2 separate regions of the Mus musculus genome follow, and region 2 is linked to region 1. A link is a contact called in public HiChIP or PLAC-seq data. All regions are on one chromosome and are shown on one strand. Each heading gives the region's core, a stretch centred on a gene start, on an enhancer-like site or on the middle of the called end of the contact. The rest is flanking DNA. Distances are from core to core; before and after follow the strand shown.

Evidence for each region. HiChIP or PLAC-seq counts read pairs in DNA pulled down with a chosen protein or histone mark.
Region 2: an H3K4me3 HiChIP or PLAC-seq map of embryonic stem cells shows a contact between it and region 1, with 24 read pairs. The contact joins the promoter of Erbb2 here to the enhancer-like site in region 1. A contact is called at or near these places in 1 of 39 promoter capture datasets (macrophages), 1 of 484 Hi-C or Micro-C datasets (embryonic stem cells), 8 of 115 datasets of contacts at active chromatin or transcription factors (the 230-238 cell line, the HPC-7 cell line, effector CD8 T cells and 3 more) and 2 of 9 other capture datasets (adipose tissue and liver).

The regions. Positions count from the first base shown.
Region 1 is chr11:98,295,803-98,301,233 of GRCm38.p6, forward strand. It overlaps Gm31317 (a long non-coding RNA gene), which reads right to left. Exons shown (of 3, transcript XR_389006.2): 3 at 3,066-3,314. Gm31194 (a long non-coding RNA gene) reads left to right here. Exons shown (of 2, transcript XR_389003.3): 2 at 622-813. Among named protein-coding and RNA genes, the nearest start is that of Gm31194, 3.9 kb to the left of the region's middle. Within about 2 kb of position 3,244, at least 18 of the 459 cell types and tissues checked have an H3K27ac peak or open chromatin away from gene starts, as enhancers often do. A contact at or near this core is called in embryonic stem cells and liver, where this site is marked.
Region 2 is chr11:98,409,905-98,415,335 of GRCm38.p6, forward strand. It overlaps Erbb2 (erb-b2 receptor tyrosine kinase 2), which reads left to right and starts at 2,580. Exons shown (of 27, transcript NM_001003817.1): 1 at 2,580-2,831. The coding sequence starts at 2,759.

The sequences.
Region 1 (5,431 bases), core at 1,994-4,493:
TTGTTGGAGCGCTTGAGGCCATTTCTTCCAGAGCTGTGACTGGTGTTGTTGAACACACTTGAAGTCACCGCTGCAGTTTTGATGCCTCTGTCTAGATCTGTCTCTTCTGTGAATCCATTCATTCCTTTTCCGATCCACATTTACTGGACCAGTAGGTGACAGTGTGAGAATGGACACCCATGGGGGTGGGGCAGGAAGAGTGCCACTCTGAGTCTCTCTTCTGGTACAGAGGGATCTGCTGTAGCAGGATCTCCCAGATTCTACAATATCAGGACGCTTTTCCTTCTGAACACACTCTTGACGTAGATTCACTCGGGGGAGGGGGCGATCATAAAATCTGAGGCTGTGGCTCTTGTTCTCTGTTTTTATTGGGATTGCCTATTTTTATAACAATCACATATTTTTATGTCCAAGGCAAAAAAAAAACACAGTAAAAACATCACCATGGGGGGGAGTGAATGATACCCTCACACATACCTGGTAATCAAGAGGTAATTCAGCATGTGTGTCTAGCTAGGCCTGCCAACCTGTACTGGAGCCTTGGCCAATGTACCCCGTATACAGCTGCCTCAGTCTCCCCAACCAGCCTGGCTGATCCTTGCTCTTCTGCTCCATTCTCAGTGCCGCCAGCCCTGAGCACTAAGAATACAAACCGTGTGAACCCCTCCATGTGGAGTCTCCAGGCAGAAGAGGAAGCCATGGCCGCCTAGTGGCTGCCAGGGAGGCTGGCAGGAAGGGGCTTCATCAGACATCTCCTGGGAAACAGTGAACTCCCCATAGAAAGGACATTTGACAGTAAAATTCCTGCCTTAGTGTGTTTGTGTCAGTGTTGGGGGCGGGGGAGGGGGGGAGGGAGCTAGGCTCCCTGTGCCCTCTGCCCTTCACTCTCCTCAGGGGAGCCTCTTGGAAGCTCTCACACTGCTTCCCCAAATCTAGTCCTCATATGCTCTGAGCTCCTGAGACTTGAATGTCATCTAGAAAAATGTTCCTGTAGATTCCTGATCCAGGTGGAGAAGAGCCCTGGGCTGAGGGTTGGAGGCCCAGGTACTCTCCTTTTTACCTCTCTGGGTGGCCCTGGCCTGTTTTAGCCCCTTGCTGAGTCTTGGCTGCCAACTTTTCAAAATGAGGGTGCCAGAGAAGATTTGCCACCAGGAGTTCCTGCACTGTGGCTCCTTCAGTGGGGGCATTCAAGCCTTCATTGGGGGCATTCTAAGCCATTCATTTCTGCCCCTGGGACAGCTATCCAGAGGTTAACAACCAGTTGCTTAAACCAGCCTGGCCCTTCATCTGCACATGCGTTCATGTGATTAATTCCTGCTTTTTGAGAGTAATGTTTACTCTGAGAGGGTCCAGAGGTTACCTGAAGTTTTGCAAAAGGGGCATCAGGCACTCCTTGCTGTTTAGTGCAAAGGCCAGCTGCCTGCTATGGTCCTTCATTGACCCAGCTTTCTGGGGAGCTGGAGTGTCCCCACACGTCCCTGGTGTCCAAAGCTAAGTTAAGGAAGAAATCCTTGAAATTCTTGCCCCCTCCCTCACCTTCTCTCTCTCTCCTCTCTCTCTCCCCTTCTCTCTCTCCCCCTTGCTGGGGTGGAATCTGGGCCATTGCAGGTCTATGGAAACACCGGAGGGATCCAATCCACCCCTCTTAGACTGGGAACAGAAACCAGGAATCCACAGACAGAATCAGAAGCGTTTAAGTAAAAGCAAGAGGCTTTGATCCAAATGGAGAGTTCCTTCCTTCCTTCCTGCTGGACTCACCTTCCTTTTCCCTGGGACACCCCCCTCCCATCCCTCCTCAGCATGGTGGCAGGTTCTGAGGGAGCTCCTCAGGCAGGAGAGAACCCTGAGGGAGCAGGGAAAGGAGCCCCTGGGCCCCAGCCTCCTTCAGGTACCACTTAGCCCTCCTGGCCTGTTTGACCTTGGGGCTCCTGACCTTGATCTGCCCTTGGCAGTGGCAGAGAAAGATGGAGGAGCTAAGTGAAGGAGCTGAGAGTGCGGATCAGACAGCCTGGAATAAGGAAGAGCAGGAAGCAGAAGAAGCAGGGGGCGGGGCCAGTGATCTGGCCCTCTGTCACCTTTCCTGAATACCTACTATGCACCAGGTGATGGGCTCTACCCCAGTTTAAACTGGATTGTGCCATCCAGGCCCGCCCCAGCCCTGGGCCGAGGTGTTACAGTCTCCACTCTGCCCTGACAGAGAAGGAAACCGAGACTCTGAGCCTTATGTAATCTGCCCAAGGTCACACAGCTTGTCAGAAGTACAGCCAGGAGCCTAGCCCAGGCCTGGCGGCCTCCAGTGGCTTCTCCTTGCTGCCAGAAAGTCCTCCTCCTGGAAAAGAAGGTCTGGGGTTGGGGTTTTCAGTTCGAGCTCCTGGGGATCCTCGGGCAAATCCATTGTCATCTGCCCTCTCCTCCTCACCCATCTGCCAGGCCAGTCGCGGGTGAGCCCCCTGCCACGGCCCCTGCCCCAGCCCCAGGTGCAAGCTTATCTTTGCCTGGCTCCCCACCTCTCCCCCGTGCACCCAAGGTGGTTCTGAGGTCACCACCCACCCACCCCCGCGCGTGCCTTTAGCGCCTTTAATTCTGCATCGCCATGTCGACTCAAAGTGCATGGGAAAAGCCGGGCCAGAGTGGAGGTCACTTGAAGGTTGAAAGTGGTGGCTCTTTGGGGGCAAAAGATTGGGGTGCTGATTACCTCCCCTGATTTAAAAGAACCCTCCCCAGCCTCCACCCCTCACCCGAGAGACAGCCAGAGCTTTGCTAAGTTAATGAAATACAAAAGAAGGAATCAGAGGTGGGGGAGGCTCCCGAGCCCTGGAAAGCGAGGGAGAGAAAAAGTTGGGTCTCTTCCAAAGAGTTAATGTTCCACAGTATGATCGATTAGGTGTCAGATGTAATTTCAAACCAATACAAGATGAATGGCATAATTTTCCCTCTCTCATTTTAGACAGAATTAAGAATCCATTAGCTAACACAAATTTTTGGCAAGTTTAATAGGAGCTCAAATCTACATTCGGAGGAAACGCTCCCCAAAGCCTGTTTCAAGCTTTTACTTCTTCGGCCCCCTGCCTCCAATGCCCTCAACTCTCAGCAGCCGGCTGCTGTGTCCCCCACCGGCAGCCCCCACTCCTTTCCTGGCCCCCAAATGCCCCTCCCTAACCCAGCCCAAGATTAACTGGCCTGACCCCTCTCACAAAGGCCGGGCCAGCCCACCATTGTCTTGCAGTGGATGGTTGGAGGAAGGGTTGGAGGGGCTGGCAGAGGGCCCAGGGAAAGGAAGGTTTTCTGAATTGGCCCCAGGCTCCAGAAGCACCCTGGGGAGAGAGGTAAATTGGGACCCTGGTCAGTTCCTCAGTTGTAACCCCAGGAAAGTTTTTATCCTAAATAGAACATTATCCCACTCACTCCCCCAGTCTTGCTGTTCCCAACAGTCAATATGTTACTCCATGGAGTGACTATCGACCCATTTCTCACATGAAGAAACTGAGCCCAGAGAGTTGATTGTAGTCAGCTGCGCACAGGATGGACCCTGGCTCTGCTACTCATTGCTTACTAGAACCTAAAGACGCTTGCCCTGGGGCCTCAGTTTCCCTCTGTGGAAAATGGGGAGGGCATCGGAATGGAATGGGATGGCTCCCAGCAGGGCTCAAGGTGCTGCCTAGTGCTTTGAGGCTCTCTTGGCAAAGAGCATCCCTGGCTGTCCAGGCTAGAGCCAAGAGAGTCAGCTCAGTGCTGGCCCAGGGAAGCTCACAGCCTAGTAGGCAGAGTAATTATGGCCCTTACCTTTTACTAGTGGTTTCCTGTGTCAAATCTGGAAACAGATTTTTTTTCAAGACAGGGTTTCTCTGGGTAACCTTGGCTGTCCTCGAACTCACTCTATAGACCAGGCTGGCCTTAAACTCACAGAGATCCATTTGCCTCTCCCTTCCAAGTGTTAGGATTAAAAGGCATGTGCTGCCGTGCCCAGTGGGAACAAACTCTTTACACATATTATTCCTCAACATACCCATTCTCCAGATTCAGAAACTGAGACCCAGATGAAGGTCACCCAATTAGGAAGTGGCAGAGCTGGATTCCACTTCAGAATGCCTGGCTCTAAGGCCTGTTGCTGTTGCTAGCAGTTGGCAGAGGGCAAGGAGGCTTGGATTAGGTCTTTCCCCTACCTTAATTTTGTTTGTTTGAAATAGGGTTTCATGTAGCTTAGGCTGACCTCAAACTTGCTATGCATCTGATGACTTTGAGGCCCTGGCCATCTGGCCTTAGCCTTCCAGGTGCTGGGATCGCCAGCATGGGCAACACACCCTTCAAGTAACCTTGAGACAGGATGTCACTCCATAACCTAGGCTAGCCTCAAACTTACAGCAATCCCCCTGCCTCATTTTCCAAGTACCACAACCCCCTCTTGAATTAGGTCTGAACTGATGAGTGAGAGCTTCCAGGTGGGTAAGGTGCAAAAGGACATTCTAGGCAGTAAGAATTCCACATACAAAGGCACACACAGAAACCCTGGCTAGAGGGCCTGTAAGGACCAGACTTGCTGTAGACAGCAGAAAACTTTGGGCAGATGAGCTGGCCCGTACTCATTATGCCCACAGCTTTGCTGTAACAGTGGGTAGATCTTCCTACTGTTTGACTCCCACAGACAGCTCCGCTCCACAGGCCCTGCTTAGGAATTTTGACTTTGTCCTGGGGTCTAAGAATCATCCCTGTCCCCCAAGTGCCAACAGCTCAGCTTAACTGCCTTGCTGTACACATTGCAGTAACCACAGGACACAGATCCTGTTGTCCCATTGCTCAGATGAGTCACCTGAGGCTCAGTGAAGTTAAGCGACTCGGCTCAAGTTTCAAAGCCAGGCTGCAGAGCCCAAGGCCTGAGCTCTTAGGCAGCCTACTTCTTGCACCCTGGGAAGGGATGGTGAACCCTGGAGGACTTTCCACCAGAGTTTCAAGGGAAGAAAACTCTGTTGGGGGAGGGGACACTCTCTTGCAATCTCAGTACTTTAGAGATCGAGATAGAACGATCAGAAATTGAAGGCCAACCTCGGTTACATAGCAAGTTAGAGGGCAACCTGGGTTACCCAAGACCGTGTCTCAGGGGGAAAAAAATGTGATAGGTGTATAAGGGGTTAGGTTCAAGCAAGTGAGACAGAGGCAGGGAAGTGGCCGCTCTGGTCCAGACCAGTGCCTGTAGGCACGTCCCCACTTAACAGATGGGAATGCTGGAGGTCCAGAGATGTCAGTCAACCAACCCCTCTGGATTGCTTGGCTTTTTTTTTTTTTTTTTTTTTTTTTAGATATGTTTTCTCTATGTAGCCCTGGCTGTCCTGGAACTCACTCTGTAGACCAGGCTGGCCTCGATATCCGCCTGCCTCTACCTCCCAGTGCTGGGATTAAAGGCGTGTGCCACCACTGCCTGGCAACTGCTCACCTT
Region 2 (5,431 bases), core at 1,330-3,829, 110 kb after region 1:
TCTTGGCTTAGTTCCAGACTCAGCTGTATGACTTCAGAAAGTTGCAGTTACCGCTTAGGACAGAGGTTCTCAATCTGTGGGTCGCGACCTATCAGACACTCCTCTCTTTCTAAAACTATTAACATTGCGATTCATAACAGCAGCAAAGTTTACAGTTACGAAGCAGCAATGAAGACTACATGAGGGACTGTATTACAGGGTCCCAGCATTAGGAAGGATGAGAACCACTGGCTTAGAATTTCAGGGTGCCTGGTCTGCAAAATGAAGAATAATGATACAACACTTGGGACTTCGGAGTCCTGAGAGGAGGGATGTGCCTGCAGAGCGATACAGTTGCAGTTCAACCGCTGAGGCCATCCTTAACAGCTCTCTCTCAGCTGCGCTAAAGGAAAGCAGGAGAGGGGCAGGGCTGGGGGAGAAGGGACACCTTTGATCTGACCTTTAGGGTCTTAGCATGCCAGGATACAGCCAGCAATGGCTCTGAGAGCCAGGTTAGTATATCATCTCAGGAGAGCTGAGAAGTTGCAGCTCTGAGGGACACAGAGATTAGCTCAGGGGCTGGAAGATGTGGCCAGGGTAAGAACTGGGTTTTGCTAGGGCTCAGATATTCCCATTGCCTTAAGACATCCTGGGCAGCAAATGTCTTAATCTTTTTGACTCTTGATTTTCATAATCTCAAATAGGTGTGTGTATTTCATTTTGTTATTAAGATTTTTGACCTCAAATCCCCAACCCCTCTCCTCAACTTCCCAAGTGTTGGGATTCTAGTGGTGAGCCATCATCCCCAGCTGAAAATAGGGACAGCTAATCAGAGGGGCTGCTTTGTCACATGTATGTGTTGAACATTCCTGACAATGATCAATGAGTAAATCATTGGATATCATCACCTAATATGTATATTATATAATATTATATATTATAGATGCATACATAATATATACATATATATATATGTCACCACATGTGATTCTTATTACATATGATGCACATACATTTTTTTCTCTCTATTCAAATTCCTTCCTGTCCCCTCTTCCCTGCCCCAATGCTAGGCAAATACATTATCACCAAAACACAGGCTCAGCCCTCTTGTTCTACTTCTGGGTGTGGTGGTGTGATTTATAATGTTGTATTCTTTCTCTTTGAGTACCTCAAATTGATCCCCACAAACACCCCATCTGCCCCAGAATGGCTAAATCTGGGATCATTTACTGAGCAGTTATTATGTGTCAAGCACTACACTGCTGAGTGCTTCTAGAGTGTCTTCTCCTTTAGCCCCTAGCACACACAGTCTTACAGATTTGTAAAACAAGACCCAGAGATCGTCAGTCACTTGCCTAAGGTCTCACTGCCAGAATGTGATAGAGGGAAGATACGAACTCAGGTCTTCTAGATACCAGAGTCCCATGTTCTTTGGCCCCTAGCGTGGAAGTGTCTGCCTGAAACTGAGTTTCAGTTCAATGAAAGTAGATTAAGAGAGGGCCACCCTTCATTTCTCTCCCCCAAAGATGCCTCTGATTGCATCTTGACCAGCACAGGTGTGTTCTTTACTGGAACATTCCAAGTACCATCATCAGATGTAGCAGATAAAGAAGAAGGACGTAATGAAGTTCAATTTGAATTTCAGATAAACGACGGGCAATTCATCCTGGTAAACATGTCTCTTGCAATGTGTTCTTGGAGTTTCCAACCAAAGGCATACCTTTGTTTCCTTTCTCACCTGTTACCAGGCTTCAGGAGTGATATCTAGGTACTTCAGGGGTAAACTGGCAGGCGAAAAGGACAGGGAGAGAGAGGACGATGAATGAAACTGAGAACTGGGTAAAGTCAGAACGAAGTGGGCATGGGGTTGGAGAGATGGCTAAGCAGTTGAGAGCCTGTGCTGCTCTTGCAGAGGACCCAAGTTCTGTTTCCAGCACCAAAGTGGGTGGGCGGCACCCTGTAACTCCAGCTCTGGGGGATTCCCACTTCCTCTTCTGACCTCTGTGGGCAACAGCACTTATGTGACACCCCCCAAAACCCATATATGACCACACATAATTTGAAATAAAAATAAGTCTTAAAAAGAGAAAGAAACAGGAGAAGCTGTTCTTCCAAGGATGAACAGAGGGCTCCCGATGTGACTCGCTTCTCCTAGTTCTGTGGGTTCCTTTAAGATCAGGCAGGAGATACCCAAAAGGACAGAATTGATATCCCAGAGAGTCTTGGAAGTCACCAGTTAGACATAACACATTCCCTTCCCAGGCTGATTTTACCTGAGGATGTGGCGACAAACCATTTATCTGGTATTAAGAGTGTGATGCAAACGTTCCAAGAGTATCCAAGATAAAACCCACCCAAGACTGCAAAGAGGGGTAAAGAGATGCCCTGCTTTTAGGAAGTGGGTGAGAACTGCAAGCAAGCAAGCGAGGCGTCAGGGCACAGGGCGCGACGCACCCAGGCCTGCGCCGGGAGGGAGAAAGTGAAGCTGGGAGCAGCCACTCCCAGTCTTGCTGGAATGCAGTTGGAGGGGTGGGGGGGCGAGCCGGGAGCGCGCGGCTCCCAATCACCGGCGGCGGAGGAGGCGGAGGAGGAGGGCTGCTCGAGGAAGTGCGGCGTGAAGTTGTGGAGCTGAGATTGCCCGCCGCTGGGGACCCGGAGCCCAGGAGCGCCCCTTCCCAGGCGGCCCCTTCCGGCGCCGCGCCTGTGCCTGCCCTCGCCGCGCCCCGCGCCCGCAGCCTGGTCCAGCCTGAGCCATGGGGCCGGAGCCGCAGTGATCATCATGGAGCTGGCGGCCTGGTGCCGTTGGGGGTTCCTCCTCGCCCTCCTGTCCCCCGGAGCCGCGGGTACCCAAGGTGGGTCTTGGCTTGGGGAGGGCTCGGGCCGCTACGGCTGCGCCCACGGGCGGCCGGAGCCGCGGGGCCCCGAGAGCTCCACGGCCGGGCGGTCCGGGACGTTGGGACGATTCCGGCTACCGGCGCCGCGGCCCGGAGGAGATCGGAGCAGTTGGGGATGGGACAGTCACTCGGAGAACCACACTGGAGGTCCGGACCGGCCCCTTCTCGCTACACCGGAGCCTCCCGGGCTCCAGGAGACTCCGGGAACTCCTTGGGAAAGTTCTCTGAAACTAGTCGGAAAGTTTTCCTCCGGAGGGTGTGTGAAGCGCTGTGCGTGCGTGCGCCTGCTTCCCCCCTTTCGAGCCCCCCTCACGCTTTCTCAGAGCTCTTCCAGTTGGCAGCCTCCGCCTCCGGACCGGACTGGGCAGGATGCCTTCGGGGTCCCCTCTGCCCCTCCCCTCCCCCTTCCCACCCCCTCTGGCCCTTTGGGTTTAGTAAGTTACTCCAGCTTCCAGTGGGGTCGCCGTGGAGGGGGCGGTGGGGAAAGTAACCCATCCTGTCGAGCAGGGAGGACCGAGTGGCGGCTCCGCAGTTGAGTTGCCTATCGATAGTGTCTGGGATATGGGGGAGCAGGAGGAGGGGCAGGCATTTGTTTGCAACAGTTCTCTCTCATTCTCTCTCTCTCTCTCTCTCTCTCTCTCTCTCTCTCTCTCTCTCTCTCTCTCTCTCTCTCTCTTCTGTGCTGGGGATGGAACACCCCTACCCTCCATCCCAGTCTCGCCCGTGTTAGGCAAGCCCTCTATCACAGTGCTGCACACTCCACAGCCCTGTTTTGAACAAATTTCCTTAGAGCCAGCTTAAGTACTGTGTGCTTTGGGATTCCGGGAAGGCTCGGATCTTGAAGGGTGGTCTTGTGTTTTCCCGGCTTCCATACAATAAACTGGAAAGGGTTCCTGGGCATTTGGGGGCGGGGGGAGGGCACCGAAAAGGAGTAAGGTCAGCTAGGGGTAGACAGAGAGCTGGGTTGTTTTCTTGCCTTTATCTTCGTGTTGGGGGCTGGGAGGGTGACCCAGCAGTGTGTATACTGACCCATATGTCCAGTTCTACCATGAGCGTAAAAGCTGACAGTCACCCCGTGTGGGTCAGCTCTGCCAGGCTCCGTGGGTGGTGGCTTGCATGCATTCCTTCTACAGTACTAAGAACAACTCCACAGTGGAAACATTAGTAGCCTTCTCCTTGTCCCAGGGGGGAAACCTGGGCTGGGGAAATGAAGTATCCTGGAGTAACTGGTGGATCCCAGGCAATGTGACCAGCCACAGGATATGATATATGATTCACATAAATACGAGTCTAGCTGAGCAGTGCGGAGACACTGCTTCCGTAATCAGTGGGCTGTATTGAAGATGCAGAACACAGGTTCTGGAAACAGTAGGTGCTCTCCAGAGGCCAGCGAGCCTGGAGGCTGGTGGAGTATCACCATCTGTGCCCCCTTGCCCCCCTCTCCTGCCCCAGTTCCTGACAGCACACTGCTGTGCTCACTGTGGGATACCCCTGTGTGTCTGAGGTTTTTATGATGGTTGTGTGTTCCTCCCAGTTTCTGTTGCCAAACAGCAGTCTCTCTGCTGACTTGGGGACACAGGATGAACTCTGCCCTCTCTAGGAACTTCCTCAAGGCACTGGGCTCTATCTGTTGTAAACACTGGGAGATGCCCCTTGCCTTCTTCAGGATGGAGTCTCCTTTCAGTTTCTCAGGAGGCCAGCCTTCCTGCTGACTTTCCGTGCAGAAGAGTGAGGTTAGACCCTTCACCTGAGCTGGGTAGGGTCTGCAGTTGACCAGAAGTGGCCCTGTGCTGTAGAGCTGGAATCTGAAGGGTCTGCTCTCCAGACAGGGAGTGGAGGGCTGCTGAGCCTTCATCCCTTCAGATGCACTGCTGGATGCAGAGGGACAAGGCAGAGTTTGCCTTGCCAGGAATGGTTAAAAGGGCAGGGCACCATCAGCTGCCTCTAGCTCCAGGTTCGACCCCAGAACTGGTCTTGGGCAGGTGTGTAGGGGAAAGGAGATCTGGGGAGACCCAGAGGATCAAGCTGTTGCTGGGTTCCTCAGTACTAAAGGTTTTGTGAAATGCAGTAAACACAGGTCTTTAACTTGGCAGGGGTCATTCCTATTTCAATTCTAGTCTGAGTCTCTCCAGGCCCTTCCTACCTTTTGTTATACATACGGGGACTAAATAGATTCCTCTTGCAGAAGACCTGGGGCTCAGTTCCCAGTTCTCACCTGGTGGCTCACAACCATTCATAACTCCAATTCTAGATTGGATGCTTAATTCTGACCTCCACAGGCACCAGGCATGTGTGTTAGTGCAGACACAAGGGCAGGCAAGAGACACACATCAAGTAAAATTAACCCTAACAAGAAAAGAGAGAAATATATTGCATCTCAAAATCAAATGGAAAAGGCTTTCTCTTTTCTCCTGTAATTACCCAGATCCCACTAAGTGCTTGTCTCCCGTTTTAAAAACTTCTTTCTGCTTCTTACATGCCAGATCATTTTCCATAGATGGTTTTGTGCTCTCTCTCTGCACTGTCCCGTGAAGCAGGTGCACAGATGAAACACACAC